4 separate regions of the Sus scrofa genome follow, and all the other regions are linked to region 4. The links are chromatin contacts, called in public HiChIP or PLAC-seq maps. All regions are on one chromosome and are shown on one strand. The core of a region is the stretch at or near the end of the contact, and the rest is flanking DNA. Distances in the headings are between cores, read along the strand shown. Region 1 overlaps LOC106506472 (a long non-coding RNA gene). Region 2 overlaps LOC106506472 (a long non-coding RNA gene). Region 3 overlaps TTC33 (tetratricopeptide repeat protein 33). Region 4 overlaps LOC106506472 (a long non-coding RNA gene).

Region 1 (2,713 bases), core at 82-2,581, 260 kb before region 4:
TAATGTTATATCTTTACAATATCTTTAGACTTTAAACAACACAATGTGCTATATAGGCACAGGAAGTTAAGAAACCATAGCATCGCCTAGATTTTTATCATAATATCAGTCATTCATCTGTGAACATGTCTCAAAATAAAAGATAAGCTATTCTATGCCATTACTCTCACCAGAGACAAATAAATTTGTTATGAGTAAGCATGAATATTTTTTTTCTTTTTTTAAAATTAGAGTTGATTTACAATGCTGTGTCAATTTCTTCTGTATGGCACAGTGACCCAGTCATAAATATATATACTTTTTTTTCTCATATTATTTTTCATCATGTTCTATCCCAAGAGACTGGATACAGTTCCCTGTGCTATACACAGGGCTTCATTGCTCATCCATCCTAAATGTAATAGTTTGCATCTACTAATGCCAAACTCCCAGTACATCCCATTCCCTCCTCTCTGGCATCCACAAATCTGTTCTCTATGTCTGCGAATCTGTTTCTTTTTTGTAGATAGGTTTATTTGTGCCATATTTTAGATTCCACATATAAGTGATATTATATGGTGAGCTAGAGTTCAAAAAGATACATGCACCCCATGTTCATTCCAGCACTATTCACAGTAGCCAAGACATGGAAGCATCCTAAATGTCCTCAATAGATAAATGGATTAAAGTAGTACATATATACAATGGAATACTACTCAGCCATAAAAAAGAATGAAATAATGCCATTTTTAGCAACATGGATGCAACTAGAGAGTCTCATACTAAGTGAAGTAAGTCAGAAAGAGAAAGACAAATACCATATGATGTCACTCATATATGGAATCTAGAATACAACATAAATGATCCTATCTAAAAAAAAAAATTAGCTCATGGACATGGAGAACAGACTTGTGGTTGCCAGGGGTGAGTGAGGGGGTAGGAGGGAGGGAGTGGGGTGGATGGGGAGTTTGGGATTGGTGGATGCAAACTGTAAGTAACATTTGGAATGGATGGGCAATGGGCTCCTACTATTCAGCACAGGGAACTATATGTGATTGTGTCACTTTGTTGTACAACAGAAACTGAAGGCAGAGAGATGAGTTCGTAATTTTTCTGGCCATAGAAAATGAGAGTCTACATTATGATGATGACAGTGGGATTGTAAATGAGAGCACAGATACAAGAAAACAGGAGACTTGTGGACTCAGCAATGGATTGAATAGAATGAGAAAAAGAAATAAAGGAAGCAAAATTTCTCAAGATTTTTCATTATGGCTTGATTGAGATGAGGGTGACTCAATGATGTGACATAAGGAAGTAAAGGAAGAGGATCTGAATAGGGTAAGGAGTGGCAGGGCTAAACTTGAACTGTTAGGTTTCGTAATATCATCCTATTATCGAAACAATAATAGGCTGGAACAGCCTATAAGTATTTTATTAGGATCTCAGATGGCTAACCATAATCTAGGTCTCTTAGAAGCTGAAATTATTTTTACAGTCAAAAATATCTAGAGAGGAGTTTCCGTCATGGCTCAGCAGTTAACAAATCTGACTAGCAACCGTGAGGTTGCAGGTTCAATCCCTGGCCTCACTCAGTGGGTTAAGGATCTGGCATTGCCATGAACTGTGGTGTAGGTCACAGACATGGCTCGGATCCTGTTTGGCTGTGGCTGTGGCTGTGGCTTTGGCTGTGGCTGTGGCATAGGCCAGTGGCTACACCTCTGATTAAACCCCTAGCCTGGGAACCTCCACATGCTGCGGGTATAGTCCTAGAAAAGAGGAGAGAGAGAGAGAGAGAGAGAGAGAGAGAGAGAGAGAGAGAGAGAGAGAGAGAGAGGCATAGCACATAAGTAATTTTTGATCAAGTCTTCAGGTAAAAAATACATAAATAAACAGAAGATCACTTGGAAATTGCTATCAGCCTTTCTGGTCCCGATGATGTTAGAGGTTGTTACATAAAAGTTTCTCCTGCAGAACTTGACTTGATAAGTAGATACCTCTTAGGAAATAATGTTCAAGAACTTACCTTTCAAAGATGGATAAAAAAAAAAGTAAAGAAGGAAAAAGCCAAGACATCTGAAAATCAGTAGAAGAATTAAATTTACCTAAAATGTTGTTTGGGCAGCAAGGGCACCATCCGGGTAGCTGGTAAGGAAAACCAACAGAGGGAAATTGGTAAAATGAAATGTCCAAAGAAAATTTCTCTCAATGGCTCTGTGACTCAGCTATTCCCTAAACCTTATTGCCAGCACTATAAATAGATTTTTTTAATGGATAGGCTTAGTTATAATTACTTCTGTTTCTAAAAACAAGGGAATGCTGTTAGCAATGAAATTCCATGATAAGGGACAAGGGCAGGTGAAGAGAGACTAAAGAGAAGAAAAGACCCATCAGGCCATGCCTGGGGGAGGAATTAAATTGACACAGTCATATCATTATCTGCACTGTGTATGGAGAAGAAAGAAAAGGTAATTTAAGATGTAAGATGCATTTTAAAGTATATTCATATCATTTGGAAGAAATAAATTTGAAGTCCATGTGGTAAAAAATTACTCAAAAGGTTAAACACTAAATTAAAATCTACAAATAAAAAAGTGAATTTTCAGCTGGATTTTTTTCCTTGGCTTTCCTTTCTTTTCATTAAAGTAAATTTAACTGGAGCATTTACACTACCATCTATAAGCACAATTCAAGGTCAGCCTTAGAAACATGTGGAACAAATCAAGGAGCTTTG
Region 2 (2,716 bases), core at 110-2,609, 270 kb before region 4:
TTTCTTGAGAGAAGTCTTTTCTACTCCCCATCTAAGTCAAATCCCTTCTTAGTGGCTACCACAGTACCATGCATCTGTTCTTAGCAGCTATTACAAGTATAATTTTACATTTACTTTTTTGGAATTATTCTATTGATATTTGTTTCTTTAGTAGAGTATAAGCTTTTTGACTTCAGAAATAATGTTTTTTCTGTTTTTCCCAGCATTCTGTTCACTAGATTTAGTACACAGCTCAACACACAGTAGTTCTCGAATACACATTTGTTAAACAGATATAAGGAATACGTAGTTCAATGTACTATCATGACAGATGAAGAAGAGAATATAAAGAACTTAATGAAGGTACTTTTATGGAATTCACACTTTTCTTTTTTCCTTCAAGTTAATTACTAGTCTTTTAATGTCTCAGTGGAGAAAACAATGAAATGACCACAAATAAATCGGCATTGAATTGAAGACAAACTGATTACAGCAACAAATTTAACCATCTGCTCCTGATCAAGGACCATGTCCATAATCTTATTCATCAAAAGCTTCATGTTTTTTTGCCCTGCCAAGAGCCCAAATCACTGGTGTCCAAATTATCACAGTTAACACTTGCTGATTTTATGACCTATAAAATGTCCTCAGGATGCTGATCATTGTAACAACACGTGGAAAAATACAACCTCACTAAGGCCCTATGTGGTCCATTGGTGGAGCTGTTTTCCCTTATCTGCCCCCTCTAGTGAAAAGGTATGTCACTCTTAAGGGTAAGATTGAGAAAAGAACTGAATATATACAATTCAGCCTTTTCTTCTCACTCTTTAGACTCTTCCTGCTAAGAAACAGGATGCATTGTGCACCTCCTGCTTCCAAAAAGCAAGCACACTGGGGTCAGTGCCTAGGTCAGCGTTCTGGAGATGATTTTAGTTCATCTTGCTTTTCTCCCTACTTACATTATGAAGCCTCACAGTCATGAGGCCAGAATTCTGGGTGAGTACATGCTACTCCTTAGGCTAAGACCCCTTTTACCTATTCACAAGTTCCTATTTCATCTAGTTAGCTCTTAGTATCATTTAGATCTGAGTTCACTTATTACTTCCTTAGAGAAGCCTTCCTAACACCGTCCTCGGTGAATTCAAGATTTCTTCCTCCTCCTCCCCCCAGTAAAGAGGCCTCAGCAGAGGTACCTGGAGATGACCTCAGATAAAGAGACCTCAGAATGCGGGTGCCCATCAAAACCAAGAAATCAAATATGTGAAGAATATGACTGGCCAGGAAACCTGAATGGCTGACTGCAGCTCTCTTCACAGGCTGTAATGCACTAGTTGTACACAGGTCTGGCCCAGAGAGGGCAGCTTTCTCCCATCAGACCTGCCAGTTAAAGCCTTGGTAATTACTCACGGGCTTTTAAATAAGAGCCAGAGTTCTCAGTGTTTGCTTCCAAGTTACTCGATCACACAGCTGTTGGCAGGAAGCCGCGTTACTCACCATGTGGACCTTGCTGTAGATTGGTTGAGTGTCCTCACGACATGGCAGCTGTCTTTCCCCAGAGTGAAAGGTCTAAAAGAAAGAACAAGGAGGGAATGACAATGCCTTTTATGACCGAGTGTCAGAAGTCACAGGCATCACATCTGCCATGTTTTCCTTTTTTGGAAGCAAGTCACTGAATCTCTCTACACTCAAGGGGAGAAGAATTACATTCTACTTTTTGAAGGGAGAAATGTCAAAGGATCTGTGTACCTACTTTTAAACAAACACACTTGTACTCATCTTAAGGTTTAGATTAAGATCCAGGGAAGAGGAATTCTGCTTGCAGTCACACACTGAAGTCACATAGCTTAGTTGCTACTTTGACCTCCATTTGTTCTACTCTGGTTCCAAACTTAAAACAGAGAAGAACATATAATTGAAGACCATCCTTAAGTCCAATAATTCAGTTTTTTACACTTTTAACTGATTTCATTTAATCAGTAAATTTACCCAGTCTATCAGTGGTAGAAAAACGATCCACTTATTCATATATCAGCTGCCTGATTGATTATCTAAGATCATGGCAAATTTAGAGGTCTGTTATAATTGTCCTACATGGGGTCATTTTCTCTTTTAAACAACAAATATGAAATATCCAATATATAGAAAGGCTACAAATACAAAATATCAACCTAAGAACACATGATGAGCATCAATATCTTTTTCAACTACCTTTTCAAATGTCAAGTCCAAAACTTGAAATGTTAGAATTTATTCTTCTTACTGGAATGCTAGCAAACAAGTGAACAGAGTTTAATTTATTTATTACTGAAGGAAAGACAGCCACAATATTTGAGGATTTGGAATTTTGTTTTATTTAGTGTCAGGAAGTGCTAGGGAGCTGTCGCTTCTTCTCTTCTCACAACTACTGTTGCAGTATATTTACTGGAAGAAAATTCAGTTTATAAACTCTGCTGAGGAAATAAAAGCCACTTTACATTGGTGGTGGCATTACTTTTAACATGAGATTTCCTGAAGAACATTGTGCAACACATTGTTACTTGAGATCTTCTTCCTGTATTAAGTAACTAATCCAAACAGAATGCACCAAAGCCCTTGCAAAGTTAGAAAAAACTACTTGCCTATGGGCATCTTGACTTTTTTTCCCAAAATGATTTTTTTCCCTTTAATTCTGTGGTTTATTGTTCGAGAGAGAATTTTCCTCTGTTGCTTTTAGTTGAGCAAAAACTAGAAATAGTAG
Region 3 (2,700 bases), core at 17-2,516, 270 kb after region 4:
ATCACTAGACTCACTCTACTATAAGACACCAACATTACTTAGGGCTTGGGTAGAAAAGTAAACCAGTCTTTGGTTAGAAAGAATCATGAACACTATACAAGGCAGAACTTCAGAATTTAAAAAACATTCCACTGCAAACCAAGTTTTCTAAGACTATAGATGGCTACTCATGAAGGAAACTGGATGGCAGGAGACTGGTGCTCAAGAACTGTGCCCCCTTTGGAGGAAGAATGACATTAATGCACTTGGTTCACATGCTGTATTCAATGTGCTCAAACAAAGCTGTTAGATGGCCAAATAAAACTAAATGAGAAGATCTTGAGGCTAAAAAGAAGAAAATCACAAGGCAAAAGAATGTATCCCAGAAAGTAGAAGGAGCTCCCTCCTTTCCATCCATCAACCTTCCTCCCTCCTGCCTTCTCTAGCAATTCCTCTGGAGGCATCCCGACTTTTCCACCTTCTCTAAGGATCGTCACGCATTCCAAGTTCAAAGCTGTTCCATATTTTGTTGCTTAATCCTCACCATCATAGGTTTACAGGGAAAGGAACGAGACTAAGTGTCATACTCTCAAGCAGGAGGAAGGTGGGAAAATTCTGTTCCCTAAGGCCCTGTGTGGTGGGAATCAGAGATAAAATATGTTCTCAGAATACTATGTTCTAATCTGGAGTGGAAAATGTATATTCCTATAGATACAATGCAATATATAGTAGTTAATGTACAAAAACTTACTTAGCCATAATATAGCACGACAAGGCAGCCTTATAAATATTCAATAAGTATTTACTGAGGGCCTGGTAGGTGCCACAAATTGTTCTAAGAGCTTAAGATAGAGTCCAAAAGTTTGTCCAGACAAAGTCCCTACATTCCTGGAGCTGACGTTTCTACAGAAGAGAGAGAGGAGTTCCCACTGTGGCCCAACAGGATTGGGGCATCTCTGGAGCACTGGGACCCAAGTTCGATCCCTGGACCAGCACAGTGGCTCACATCTGATCCCTGGCACAGGAACTCCATATGCTGTGGGGTGGCCAAAAAAGAAAAAAAAAAAAAAAAAAGAAGAAGAAGAAGAGAGACAAACAAGCAGGCATATAAGATAATTTCAAAAAGGGAAACCTACTGAAAGAAAATTTAAAAGGCCAATGTGATGGAGAAAGAGGGTGTGCAGCGGTGCTACTTCACAAACTGGGGAGGCAGGGAGGGGCTCACTGAGAAGAGCACACGTGAGCAGAGATCTGAAGGACAAGATGATAGACACCAGAAAACAGGAAGTAAGAGCTTTTCAGACAGAGTCACAAGACAAAGTTGTCCAATAGGGCTGTATTCAAAGCTCTTCAAAGGGCAGGCCAGTGTGGCTAAAAACAGTGAAAATGAGGATGGTTTAAGATGAAGCTGATTTGGAAGACAGGGACTGAGTTTTATTTTTTATTTTTATTTATTTTTATTTTTTGTCTTTTTAGGGCTGCACCTGCAGCATATGGAAGTTCCCGGGTTAAGGTTCAAATCGGAGCTGTAGCTGCCAGCCTACACCACAGCCACGACAAGGTGGGATCCTTAACCCACTGAGTGAGGCCAGGGATCGAACCTGTGTCCTCATGGATGCTAGTCAGATTCATTTCCACTAGGCCATGACAGGAACTCCTTATTTTTAATTTAACTTCACTATTCTTCCTTGTTTATTTTCTATTCCTCACAATCAAGTTTACTGTTCTCTCAGTTAATTTCAGACAAGACTATGCAGCAAATAACTAACTTTACTGAAAAATAAAAACAAAATAAATTACCACACACACAAAAATTAATGTTCTCTTAGATATTTTTAAACTATTATTTCCATTTATTTTTGGCTTAGAATAGCTGAACCACTCGTTTCTACCAGATTCCTTTAATTCTGTTATCTTCTAAAGCTGTGCATACATTTCTCCAAAACAAATGCTAAAGAGCTAAAAAAAACTTAATCATCTCACAGTGTTGTCCATTCAAAATAAAGCATTCAATCCAGCTGACTTCAGTGAAATGACTCAATGTTTTGACATGCAGGCCAAAAAAAAAAAAAAAAAAACATAACAAAAAAACACAACAAGAGTTATTTTGTTTATCCACAAAGTTGCTATCTCTCATCTACCACAGGAAATTCAAAGGGGATCCCATGGCAATAAGTGAATAGCTTTTCCATTCTACACACTAGTGTGGTCTAGAAAAACAGATAAAAACAACAAAGTTAATGAACTTTTAACAGGCACTTACAGGAATTTCTAAAGATGTTTTATGGATGTTCTGAAAATGATTTCATAAATGTGGAAAATTTAGTTGGTTTTCCTCTGACTAAGACAGAATGGCCAATTTTGCAAAGTTCTGCAGGAGAAAAATCTTTGTGCCTAAAACATCACAAATGAGAATTCGTAGTCTAACTTGAGGCTGTTAAGCTGCTTACTGTCGTTGACTCTGATTTAGTTTCTATCTCGCACTCTCAATTTGAGGTGCTATTATAGTTTAAGCATTATTTCACATTTGGTTTCTTTTTCTTTTTTCTTTTTTTTGTCTTTCTAGGGCCGCACCCAGAGCATATGAACGTTCTCAGGCTAGGGGTCGAAGCAGAGTTACAGCTACCGACCTAGGCCACAGCCACGTGGGATCCAAGCTGTGTCTGCAACCTTCACCACAGCTCATAGCAACACTGGATCCTTAACCCCTGAGTGAGGCCA
Region 4 (2,700 bases), core at 91-2,590:
ATTTGAAGGTGCAGCAGCCATATTGTGACCATGAGTTGGCAAGCAAGAGGTCAGAATCTTACAGTTTTGAAGAGAGTAATAGAATCATCCTGGGTGCCAACAGCATCCCTGGATTACCTTCCCCCAGATTTGTGTGTGTGTGTGTGTGTGTGTGTGTGTGTGTGTGTGTGTGTGTGCGTGCATGCGCACATGCACACATGCGTGCATGTATGTGTGTAACCAAATTCTATGCTGCAGACTTTCACCAAATTTTGAGGGTTATAGACAGAGATTAAAATACACTACAAAATTATATGTACAATACAAAAACTTAAAATATTAGCCTCAACATTGAAAAAAAACCAATAGCCATTTCCTGCAATAAATCATTTTCCTATAGGCTGTTCCCCTCTCTACTCCGTACCATCTCCTCACCCTCTCTGCCTTCCACAGACACAGACCCTTCCCTTCTCTTTTCTAGCTGCCAGTCTCTAGCATCTCAATCCTACTCATTTCTGACCCAGAACACTTGAGTTCTTAACTGTCTACCTCAAGCTAAACTGCAAGCTTAGATTTGCATATTCAAAATATCTAAAGTCATCTTCCTTCTACCCTCTTCCAGGGTAGAAGGAAATTTCAAATTAGGAAGTCAGATTCCCTACCTACTCATCTCTTTCAGTAAAAGCTCCTGTGCATCCCAAGTTCTTTTTCCTTCTTTCTGCCTTTAAGCCTAAATAAATAAGACCCATTCGATGTATCACCTTAATTAGCGTTGCCTGGGTAGCACACACTGTTTAGTATTGGAGAAACGGGAGGAAAAATACACAGTAACTTCCCTGAGAAGCTAAGAGTAGCCAAAGACATGGATGTTGACACATAACTACAACACTGCGGCCACTGCCACAAAAAAAAGAAAAAAAAATTGTGTATAAAGTATTATGGGAATAAAGCCTGCCAGATATGATCTTCAAAAACTTCAATATGCCTTCGGCATAGGTGTAGCTACCTTGGTCAGGTGACAACACACCTGCACAAATTCCTTTTGGCATACGAGTGAGTCTACGCAATTCTTCCAACTCCCACCCAATCATGCTAAGCTTCAGCTTTGTAAAGCTACATCAGGCTTATTAAGTTATTTCTCTAAATACGATGCTTCCATTTTGAAAATACTGTTAAAAGTAGGAAGTAACATTTTCACTTCTGCTGTGGGATTTCCTCCCTGTTTCACCATAGCGATAACATCAGTGGGTTCTCCTCACACTGTTTCTTACCAAACCAGTGATGGTTCCTCTCAGTAGTTCAGAGATATCCTAGCACCACAGGCTAACATCCACTGGCTGTGCTGCTCCCACCCAGCTTTTATCACTTACATAGTCAGCTTGACAAACACTGATTCAGCAATCCTTGGTACCCTGGTCGGGGAAAGGGCCATCACCCTCAGTATTTCTCAAGAGAGTTGTCTGGTGGTTAGAATACGACCATGAGTCACAGAGATGCTAATCCTGGCTCAGGCCCTGACTCATTCTGTGACCCTTGCCCTATACGTTCCACCCTTGGGTTTCCCAAGATATTGGGGGTACCCTCCTCTATCTAGCTGTCACAAACAATGGGCCGTATTTAGAGAATATTTGCAAGTTAGCTAAAATTGTAGGATCTGAAGTGGTAGAGACTGTGACATAGATTTGGAAATATAAAATAGTTGTACATAACAAACAGTTTCAATGCTCAAACATCTACCAGAGAAAGGACTCAAATTTAGAAATTAAGCAAATATTAGAAATGCATACAAGGAGCAGGTCTAGCTGGCCGCTTTTTATCTCCTGCCCTTCAGGGATGTTTGTGCTAAAGCCCAGAAAGTTAAATGACCTGTCCAAGAAGGCAAAGCTCTGCAGTGCCCAGCTCAGCACCATCCAAAAGAAAAATCATGTGAACCAAAGATGTGAACCACATGTACGATTTTAAATTTTCTAGTAAAGAACGTTCCTGAAAAGCAGGTATACTAACTTTATTTAACCTAATATATTCTAAATATTATTTCAATATACAGTCAATTTTTAAAATTATTAACTATGGACCGCATAACTTCTTTAAGCCTATCAGTGCCCTATTTTATTATTTTATTCCCTTATGACCCTTTCAAAATAGAATTTCAGGAGTTCCTGCCATGGCACGGGGGCGGGGAGGGGGGGGTCAAGAATGGGACTACAGCACTCAGCACTTCTCAGGTTGCTGAGAAGTTGTGGTTTCGATCCCTGGCCCCATATACTGGGTTAAAGATTCAGCATTGATGCATCTGTGGCATAGGTCACAGCTGCAGCTCAGATTCAATCCCTGGCCCAGGAACTTCCGTATGTCACAAGTGCAGCCATTAAAATAATTAATTAACTAAACAAAAAAAAATTTATCCTTCTACATAACTCCTCTCCCCCATCTCACTCTGGGACTTCCTCATTCTGATTAAACTCCTTTGAAATTCACTTTGAAAACCTCGTTTTCCGCTTGTTTGGGATCCCTGAGTATGTCTGGAGGGGTTGTTAGTAGGGATTTTCTTGTTACTTAGCTATTCTTTTCAATTCCTCAAATTTCCGCCTGTCTGAAAGCATTCCCAACAGAAATTAGCCACAGAACCAGCTTTTGCTTCTCCCATCATCAGCTGGTGATCTCACAGGGAAAACAAAGAACTGTTGTTTTCATTCCTCCAGAAAGTTGATCTAACTATGT

The links. HiChIP or PLAC-seq counts read pairs in DNA pulled down with a chosen protein or histone mark.
Region 1: an H3K27ac HiChIP or PLAC-seq map of alveolar macrophages shows a contact between it and region 4. The contact joins two enhancer-like sites.
Region 2: an H3K27ac HiChIP or PLAC-seq map of alveolar macrophages shows a contact between it and region 4. The contact joins two enhancer-like sites. A contact is called at or near these places in 1 of 47 Hi-C or Micro-C datasets (embryonic fibroblasts) and 1 of 2 datasets of contacts at active chromatin or transcription factors (alveolar macrophages).
Region 3: an H3K27ac HiChIP or PLAC-seq map of alveolar macrophages shows a contact between it and region 4. The contact joins two enhancer-like sites. A contact is called at or near these places in 1 of 47 Hi-C or Micro-C datasets (embryonic fibroblasts) and 1 of 2 datasets of contacts at active chromatin or transcription factors (alveolar macrophages).

What each region holds. Positions count from the first base shown.
Region 1 is chr16:25,208,635-25,211,347 of Sscrofa11.1, forward strand. The region is part of intron 2 of LOC106506472 (a long non-coding RNA gene); the gene reads right to left. Among named protein-coding and RNA genes, the nearest start is that of DAB2, 430 kb to the left of the region's middle. Within about 2 kb of position 1,332, at least 1 of the 83 cell types and tissues checked has an H3K27ac peak or open chromatin away from gene starts, as enhancers often do. A contact at or near this core is called in alveolar macrophages, where this site is marked.
Region 2 is chr16:25,191,047-25,193,762 of Sscrofa11.1, forward strand. LOC106506472 (a long non-coding RNA gene) reads right to left here. Exons shown (of 3, transcript XR_002339539.1): 3 at 1-1,545. Among named protein-coding and RNA genes, the nearest start is that of DAB2, 420 kb to the left of the region's middle. Within about 2 kb of position 1,360, at least 3 of the 83 cell types and tissues checked have an H3K27ac peak or open chromatin away from gene starts, as enhancers often do. A contact at or near this core is called in alveolar macrophages, where this site is marked.
Region 3 is chr16:25,731,220-25,733,919 of Sscrofa11.1, forward strand. The region is part of intron 2 of TTC33 (tetratricopeptide repeat protein 33); the gene reads right to left. Among named protein-coding and RNA genes, the nearest start is that of TTC33, 9.4 kb to the right of the region's middle. Within about 2 kb of position 1,267, at least 6 of the 83 cell types and tissues checked have an H3K27ac peak or open chromatin away from gene starts, as enhancers often do. A contact at or near this core is called in alveolar macrophages, where this site is marked.
Region 4 is chr16:25,465,406-25,468,105 of Sscrofa11.1, forward strand. The region is part of intron 1 of LOC106506472 (a long non-coding RNA gene); the gene reads right to left. Among named protein-coding and RNA genes, the nearest start is that of PTGER4, 200 kb to the right of the region's middle. Within about 2 kb of position 1,341, at least 7 of the 83 cell types and tissues checked have an H3K27ac peak or open chromatin away from gene starts, as enhancers often do. A contact at or near this core is called in alveolar macrophages, where this site is marked.